3 separate regions of the Mus musculus genome follow, and regions 1 and 2 are each linked to region 3. Evidence: chromatin contacts called from public HiChIP or PLAC-seq data. All regions are on one chromosome and are shown on one strand. Each heading gives the region's core, a stretch centred on a gene start, on an enhancer-like site or on the middle of the called end of the contact. The rest is flanking DNA. Distances are from core to core; before and after follow the strand shown.

Evidence for each region. HiChIP or PLAC-seq counts read pairs in DNA pulled down with a chosen protein or histone mark.
Region 1: an H3K4me3 HiChIP or PLAC-seq map of bone marrow-derived macrophages shows a contact between it and region 3, with 6 times the contacts expected there. The contact joins the enhancer-like site here to the promoter of Adora2b in region 3. A contact is called at or near these places in 9 of 39 promoter capture datasets (the C10 cell line, the HPC-7 cell line, cranial neural crest and 6 more), 3 of 15 datasets of contacts at CTCF or cohesin (CD8 T cells, the NIH/3T3 cell line and large pre-B cells), 14 of 484 Hi-C or Micro-C datasets (B cells, the HL-1 cell line, bone marrow-derived macrophages and 7 more), 21 of 115 datasets of contacts at active chromatin or transcription factors (CD8 T cells, the HPC-7 cell line, Th17 cells and 14 more) and 3 of 9 other capture datasets (adipose tissue, liver and pancreatic islet).
Region 2: a contact with region 3 is called in an H3K4me3 HiChIP or PLAC-seq map of bone marrow-derived macrophages, with 4 times the contacts expected there. The contact joins the enhancer-like site here to the promoter of Adora2b in region 3. A contact is called at or near these places in 8 of 39 promoter capture datasets (the HPC-7 cell line, the SN4741 cell line, cranial neural crest and 4 more), 3 of 15 datasets of contacts at CTCF or cohesin (the NIH/3T3 cell line and large pre-B cells), 13 of 484 Hi-C or Micro-C datasets (the 3T3-L1 cell line, the BV-2 cell line, the HL-1 cell line and 8 more), 19 of 115 datasets of contacts at active chromatin or transcription factors (CD8 T cells, acute myeloid leukemia, bone marrow-derived macrophages and 12 more) and 4 of 9 other capture datasets (adipose tissue, liver, macrophages and 1 more).

The regions. Positions count from the first base shown.
Region 1 is chr11:62,118,799-62,121,498 of GRCm38.p6, reverse strand. Specc1 (sperm antigen with calponin homology and coiled-coil domains 1) reads right to left here. Exons shown (of 15, transcript NM_001281818.1): 4 at 2,217-2,700. Among named protein-coding and RNA genes, the nearest start is that of Gm39985, 26 kb to the left of the region's middle. Within about 2 kb of position 1,413, at least 23 of the 459 cell types and tissues checked have an H3K27ac peak or open chromatin away from gene starts, as enhancers often do. A contact at or near this core is called in bone marrow-derived macrophages and pancreatic cancer cells, where this site is marked.
Region 2 is chr11:62,057,108-62,059,807 of GRCm38.p6, reverse strand. All of the region lies in intron 3 of Specc1 (sperm antigen with calponin homology and coiled-coil domains 1), which reads right to left. Among named protein-coding and RNA genes, the nearest start is that of Gm39988, 8.0 kb to the right of the region's middle. Within about 2 kb of position 1,352, at least 9 of the 459 cell types and tissues checked have an H3K27ac peak or open chromatin away from gene starts, as enhancers often do. A contact at or near this core is called in bone marrow-derived macrophages, neural stem cells and trophoblast stem cells, where this site is marked.
Region 3 is chr11:62,247,694-62,250,393 of GRCm38.p6, reverse strand. It overlaps Adora2b (adenosine A2b receptor), which reads right to left and starts at 1,410. Exons shown (of 2, transcript NM_007413.4): 1 at 958-1,410. The coding sequence starts at 1,292.

The DNA of each region.
Region 1 (2,700 bases), core at 164-2,663, 130 kb after region 3:
GCTCTGATCCATTCACTTTGGCATTATAGCTCAATAAACTTTTAAATCCCTTCCCCTCCTCTCTTTTTTCCTTTTCTCATTCCTCTCCTCCCTTGCTCTCTTCCGGACGTTTTTTGGGACAGAGTCACTATTTAGCTGGCATCAAATACATAATCTCCCTGCCTCAACCAACCAAGTACTTGGGATTACAGGTGGATACCATCACGCCTAGCCAAAACCACTTTCCTGATAGTTCTCTCTCCTTCCTTCCGTTTTCTTTTTCTTTTTCTGCAAAGCTGTTGACCTTATCATAAGGGAGTAAAGTTCTCCTAATTATAAGGCTTTGCTTTCTCTGAACCAAAGGTTGTTGGTTTTAACATCAGTTAACGTGTTGTTCTGAACACGTTCCTGCTCAACTTTGATTTTAAAAGGTAGTACAAGTCCATGATTAAGAATGCCTATAATACATATGGTCCGATCTTTGATCACTGGCTCCAGAAATTGACAAATTAGACTAATAATTGTTTTCTGCTTTGGTCTGCACAATTGGAAAAAAAAAAAAGATAGGGCTGGAGAGATGGTTCAGGGTTAAGAGCACTTGCAGGTCTTCTAGAGTACCTGGGTTTGGTTCCCAGCACCCACATCAAGGAAGCTCATAACAGCATCACTCCAGTTCCAGGAGATCTGACCCCTCTGGCTTCCACGGGCACCTACACTCACATGCATAGACAACATACACCTACATATAGTTAAAAACAATAAAAATCTTTAAAAAGAAATGCTTAATGTCATGTCAACAGTAAAAGCTGAAGCTTAATGATCTAGAGTTTCTGGGAGTACTTTTGCTCAGCTGGGACAGAAATCAGAAACAGGACAATGCAGCTCCCTTAATGTCCAAGCTCAGAGCTGACATCAGTCATTCTGCTCTTTAGTGTAAGGTATGCCCTGAGTGTCAGCAGCACAGCATCTAGGCACTGTTGATCAGTCCTCAGCAGCCAGAACTATGTGTTCTTGGGACCTCTCTGAAGTCTCCCAGCAGTAAGGCACTTGCCCCGGCAGGCAGCCCCTCTGCAGGCCTACGGAACTTCACCGGTAATGCTTGCGCTGCAGTACTTGCACATTTATGCTCGCAACATAAACTGCTTTTTTGAAACACTGACAACCATCAAATAAAGGGGGAGGATGCTTTCACCCTCCCCCCACCCTCCCCCAGCAGTTTCCCAAGTCACAGATCCAGAGCTGGAAAGACAGGAGTAAGGAGCCAGCCTGCATGCTGTGAGGCAGACGACTATCACAAAGTGACCACCAATAATCCTGTATCACACAACAACATTCCAGCCAAATCAAAGAGTTATTTTAAAAATGAAAGCCATGACCACTTATTTAATCTTGGGCTCTAAGCTAAAAAAAAATTCAGGAAATGATTAACAGACTTGAATGACATAATTTAGTACTAAGTTTTGGCAACGGCTCAAGGATGCAAGTACTCTCATGAACTGGTGGGAACAAATTGGCATATTATTTCTGGCAGGCAGTTTGGCTAAATGTGTTGAAAGTCTTTAAAATGTTTATACTCTTTGACTCACTAAGTCAACGTCTAGGAATTTCTCCTGAAGAAATAATCAGAGATATATAAAAATTTACTTTTAATATTCTAAGACAAGAAAGAACATAAACAACCAATAATACACACATAGCAATAACAGTGGACTAGTGAGTATAAAATAGTTGCATGATAAGTACTAGCTGGCATTGAAAGCAACATTTTAAAAAGCCAGTGCTAGAATATGCTCACAAAGTATTAAATGTATCAAAAAGTCCATCAATGTATACAGGATGGTTCTAAATCTTATTTTATCCTATTTTTGTGTGGAGCTAGGGATCAAATCTAAAGTCTCAAGGAGGCTATGAAAGTATTCTACCACCAAGACACAGGTCACCCCTGACGGTCTTCATCACTACACCATATCATCTGATGTAATTTACAGTATTTCCACTAATCTTTTTATCTATCTGTACAGAAATCTGGGTGGGTTTTTTTTGTTGTTGTTGTTTTGTGTTTTGTTTTGTTTTAAAATTTGGAATCCCCAGAGCTAACCTGCCTAAATTCTAATAGATTTCCAAATCAGAAGGCTTAGATTCACAAATACAGTTGAATAATTGATTCTCTTTGGTTCACAATGTTAAGGTCTCAAAGAGAAATGTCAACAAATACTAGTTGAGAACTGTCTTCTTACCTTAGCTAGCAGGCTGGAAACATGTTTAATTTCACCATTTGCCTTTAGCAATTCTTGTCTGAGCTCTGTGCAAGACAGCTGCAACTGATCTTTCTCAGCTCGAGCCACTTTCAGCATCTCCTGAACCTCGAAGTTCTCTGCTGTCTGCCCCACAGTACTGCTGGCCTCTATGGCTTTTTGCTTATCAGCCTCCAAAAGAGCCTTCAAGGACCCATTCTCCATTTTCAAGCCTTCCAAGGTAACTCGACATTCCTCCAGAGTTTTGGCCATCACACTATTATTACACCGCTCATGTTCTAGGAACCCATTCAGCTTCTCATTTTCTTCCTTCAGGTGCTTAATCATGTCTATAGCGCCTTGGTTTTCTTCCTCAACCTTCCGTAGGCTACAGGTCAGCTGCTGCTGAATGTTGAGCAGCTTCTCTCTTTCAAAGCGGCTCTTCTCGAGAATATCCGTGCACTTCTGCTCCAGCTCAAGGACCTTC
Region 2 (2,700 bases), core at 103-2,602, 190 kb after region 3:
ATTACATTTAATATATAAATATTCTGTGTATATAGCACATAAATATATATGTATAATGTGCTGTACATATATCCATACAGCAAACCATGTAACCATCCACATTAGCACCACCATGTAGACCCCAGCTAAATATTCACATTCCATTTCATTGCCCTTGAAATAAGAGGCACTGTACTGGGATGCTACAGAGGGCTGCAGGTTGTATCACTGCCCACCCGTGAAAAAGGAGCCCGATTTGCAGGGCCAGGGAAAAGCTCCCTGAGATAACACGGATGATTTAATATGTTGAGCTGGTTTTAGATCAGATAATGCAGATTCCCCACTCTGCCAGGGCCACCATGTCTCTCCCGTGTAGTGTCCATTTCCTTCTCTTCTTGTCGGAGCAGGTGATTCCTAAACGCTCCCAACCCTACAGTATCTGTGACAGATGTCAGGGGGCGAGAAGTGTTTATAAGCCTATGCAATTCTTCTGTTCTTAAATTTGTATGTATTTGGGTTGCTGGAGAGAAGGCACAAGGCATGTGGGTAGTGCACAGACATACATGCAGGCAAAATACCCCCACACATAAGAATAATAGAAATAATTTTTAAAGATTTAGTATGTATTTAAATCTAGACATCAGTCAACTGTGATTCTGTGTGTGTGTGTGGGGGGGAATCTTAGGCTAAGCCCAACCCCCTACAAGGTGTGCTCCACACTAAGGAATGTAAGTTTTGGGGTTTTTTTGTTTTGTTTTGTTTTGTTTTAGCTGTAATTCCCAAGAGAGAGATTCTACTCTGGGAAATAGTTCAAAGGGAGAAATCACCACAATTATAGTCATATCTACATTCAGGCTCTGCACTACCTTCATTCCATTCTAACAATTATAGTAGAGAAGTGAGATATCTCCATTATACAGCTAAGAAAATAATATAGGGCAAAAATCAATGAAGTCACAAACAGAAAAGGATAGAGGAAATTAATGAAAATGCTGATTGTTAAAAAGTCAGTAAAATTGGCAAACCTCTATTAAAGCTAACAAAAAAGTCAGGATGACAGCTTACTTCTATAACGCCAGCATTTGGAAGACTGAGGCAGGTGGATTGCTGTGAATTTGAGGAAAGTCTGGGCTACATGTTGAGTTATGGGCTAATGCTAGGTAGAGCAAAACCCTGTCTAAATCACAACAACAATACTAACAACAGAGAGAAGGAGAGAGGGAGGGGAGGGAGGAGGGGGGAGGGAGAGAGAGAGAGAGAGAATACAAATGATCAATATCAAGAGTTAAACAGAAAGACATTGCCAAGACCCTGTGGACTCAAAGCATGAATTCAAGGACAGTATGAATAACTGCCCTCCACACACAGGAAATGGAACAAAGGAGAAACAGCTGACTGCTTGGTGAGCTCACCTCCTTCAGTGTGGTGTGGAGAATCTGAGCAGTCCTACAAGCATTAGGGAAGTTTGCCTTTGTAGTTTTAAAAATAAGCCTCCTTCTGACTGGGGATGTAGCTCAGTTGGTAGAGCGCTTGCCTTGGATGCAAAGCTCTTGTTCAGTCCCTAGAACTGCACAAACTCCTCTGCTGCCATGCGTCCGGCATCCCACGTGGGGGAGGTGGAAGCAGAAAGATCAGAAGTTCAGAGCCATCCTCAGCTACATACTGGGTCTGAGCACAGCCTGTGTCAAAAGACCCTGTCTCAAAACAAATAAAAAAATTTCCCTTCTTAATGAAAAAACAAAATGAAAACTAACTCTAACTGCAGTAAAGTTTCACCAGGGGATTCACCAGATAGTTAATGAAGAATTAATACCGACTCTACACAGTTTCATCAGAAATGGAAGGGTGTATCTTCTGAAGTAGTAGAATCTGACTCCAAACCCACACAGAAAATGAAAGTACAGACCCACAGGAATCACAGTGAAGAGGATCCTTGTTGCTGCTGTTGTTATTAAATCAGTGTCTCACTATGTAGCCCTGGCTGGCCTGGGACTGTGTGTATAGATCAGCCTGACCTCTAACTTGCAGTGATCCTCCTGCCTCTGTCTCCCAAGTGCTGGGACCACAAGTGTGCACTACTATATTAGGCATGCTTTTTGAGACAGTGTCTTGATCCATGCATCCCTCCATCTCTCAGGACAGGCTGGAACACATGTATCCCAGTGTCACACATATGGTCCTCTTGGGCTCCGTGTTGACGTTACAGGTATGTACCACCATGCTCAGTTGCTAAAAATAAAAATTCTCAAAACACTTCTAGCAGGCGTCTGAAGAGATGGCTCAGCAGTTCAGAGCACTGGCTGCTCTTCTAGAGGATCAAGGTTCAATTCCCAGCACCCTATGATTGCTCAAAGCTGTCTGTAACTCTAGTTCCAGAGGATCCAGCACCCTCTTCTGGATCCAGCAGGCAAGAGGCATGCACATGGTACATAGATGCATATGCAGGCAAAACATCCATGCACATAAATAATTTAAAAATAAACACCATTAGCAAGTAGAATTTGGCAATATGAAAAAATATACCATAGCAGATATGGAAGGCAAGTACAAGACTAGAAAAAAAAATTCAGTGTAATCCTGTATATGAATAGGCAAAAAAAAAAAAAAAAAAAAGGGGGGGAGGGGGAGGGAGAAAAGGAAAGAAAAATACAATAAGGAATCTTTATGAGCTCAAAGCCAGCCTTGTCTACATAGTGAGTTCCATTCCAGTGAGAGCTATAC
Region 3 (2,700 bases), core at 161-2,660:
TTCAGAAATGCTAAAGGGCCCAGGCACTACCAAGGAGCAGCAAACTCAACTTTAAATTTATTAGCTACAAGTGGAAGCCACTTCCCCAACTGACTGACTCCCTGCCCTGGATCCTGTTTTCCCATCATGGAATAAGGAGAAAGTGATTTAGGTATACTCTGAGAGCCAGCGAACAGGGAGCCCTCACCAGTTTTCTGGGCCTCTTCAGGCTCCTGGGCACTGCAGCAGTATACAAATAAGGTTACACAATGGGCTAGAGGCTCTAAGACTGTCTTGTCAGTGTTCACTGAACCAGTAAGCACAGTAGCTCTTTAAAATGTCTGGGAATACTTTGAGCCACCGCGAAGCTAGTAGGGACCAATGTTCCTAGAGTTTCCCATCAGAGTTGAGCCTGGCTGCCTCATTTCGAAGTAGGCACATTTTAAAGCTGTGTCGTTAGACCCTATGACCCTTCTAAAAGTACCAATTCCAGCGTCTAAAGTTGCCTCGTTCTTAGCTGAAGCTTCTCCGCGCCCTTTCCGCACAGGACTGCATCTGGCAGCAGCTTTGATCTGCATGCCCGACTCCGGGCAGCAGCTCTGTCTCTCCAGAGGGCCGGGAACGTCCACAAAACTTAAGGAATCTAGAGCTTCCTGAGCCCTTCCTTGGCAGGTAACTCGTCGGACGAGCACTTCTCAACGCCCCTAAGGGTGTTCTTATGCAGATTCCCTAAACTAGGGGCAATTAGAGCATCCCTGACTCCAAAAGGGGACCCAGTCAGTGGCCTGTTCTGTCAACCCAGGAGAGTCTTGATAGCCGGCAGAACAAGCGTGCTGGAGAAAGTGCGTCCTCCACTCCAGTGCCCAGCGTGCTCCTAATCTGGCCCATCTGGGAGTCCAGAAAGTAAAACCGTGGGCCTGGAGAGGGCGCCCCTCTTTAGAACTTTAACCCGGCCAAGGCAAGAAAGATTCGTCTCACCTGAGCGGGACGCGAATGGCCAGATATCGGTCGACAGCCACCGCCAAGAGGCTAAAGATGGAGCTCTGTGTGAGCACCAGCACGAAGCAGGCGAGGAAGAGGCAGCCGTGGAAGTCCGTGCAGAAGCCCAAGCTGATGGTGATGGCAAAGGGGATGGCGAAGAGTCCCACGGCCACGTCTGCCGTCGCCAGGGATACCAGAAAGTAGTTGGTGGGGGTCTGTAATGCACTCGAGGCTCCCACCGCGGCGCACACCAGCACGTTGCCCGCCACCGCCAGCGCAGCGATAACCAGCTCCAGCGCCACGTACAGCGCGTCTTGCGTCTCTAGCTGCATGGCCGGGCCAGCCGGGCCCGGGGAGTCCTCTACTGGGGTAGTGTCGGGCTCAGGACAGCTGCTAGGGTGCCGCCAGGCATGGCCACAGCGCTGAGACCGCGCGTCCCAAGCTGGGTCTGCGCCGCCCAGCCAGTGCGCTCCGGACGGGGGCGGGGGCGTGGCCTTACGGGGGCGGCGCCCATTGGCCGGCTGCCAGGAGCCGGTCTTGGCCCCGCCCCCTGCCTAGGGTCCTTGCTCCAGCTGCTCCTGAGCTCGGGGAAGGATGGGTTCCCGAATTTCCCTCGGGCGGGAGAGGGACACATTCAGGAAAGACACCTCGAAGCTTCACCACTTCCCGCCCGAGCGCGAAGTCCCAGACTTCACCCTGTCCCGCGCCCGATCTGCACACTCTGAACTGACGCCCCTGCAAGGTGTCCATACTCCCCAGCACCGGAGCTGCACCCCAGGTCCGGGCCCGGGCTTCCTCTCAGTGCTGCATTCTCCGCGCGGCCCCTAATCCACCCGATCCCGTGGTCTCCGCTGCCCCGCCAGGGTGCTCGCCGGCTCAGCCCTGCGCTCTCCAGCCCACTTATCCAAGACCGGCTTCCGCTCACTTGCGGCGCCGCCTCTTCCCAGACACTGCCGCCTTCATCCACTCCAAGAAGGGTGCTGAGCGCCCACACCTGTGGGTGATCTGTCCTTCCTGCCACCTGTAAGAAGCCCCCAGCGCCCTCCACCGCCTTCAACTCCACACTTCTCTCCTAGCGAGCCCTGGCTGCTCCTTGGCGTTTGGAGTCCTTAATCCTTCTAGAACACAGCTTCTGCCCCGCGGAAGCTGCTACCTGTAGTCACCAGCCAGGATGGTTAAGGAGTTTGTCAACACAACAAAGATGACTGAAAAAAAAAAGATTAAGCTGAACTAAAACACGGGTGACCTCTAAACAGCTTCTTTGAAGAATAACGGGTTTTTTCTTGGGGTTTTTTTTTTGGTTTTTCGAGACAGGGTTTCTCCGTGTAGCCTTGGCTGTCCTGGAACTCACTTTGTAGACCAGGCTGGCCTCGAACTCAGAAATCTGCCTGCTTCTGTCTCCCAAGTGGTGGGATTAAAGGCGTGCGCCACCACGCCGGGCTGATTTTTTTTTTTTTTTTTTTTAATGTTGTGGCTGGATTAGCTCTCTCTGAGTATGAGTATGGGCGTGGGGGAGGGGAAAAGTGCGTTGAATTACACTTTCTGCATGGCTGTATGATATATATAAAGTACATTTCAGGGTTAGCTGTAATATTAACAGCAAATCCCCCACGAGCCCACTCATAGCATAGACAAAATCACCAAAGCACACAGAGTACATGTTCTATCTGGGTATTTTAAGGGTTTGGTTTTTTTTTTTTTTTTTTTTTTTGTTTATTTGTTTGGTTTTTTTGTTTTTTG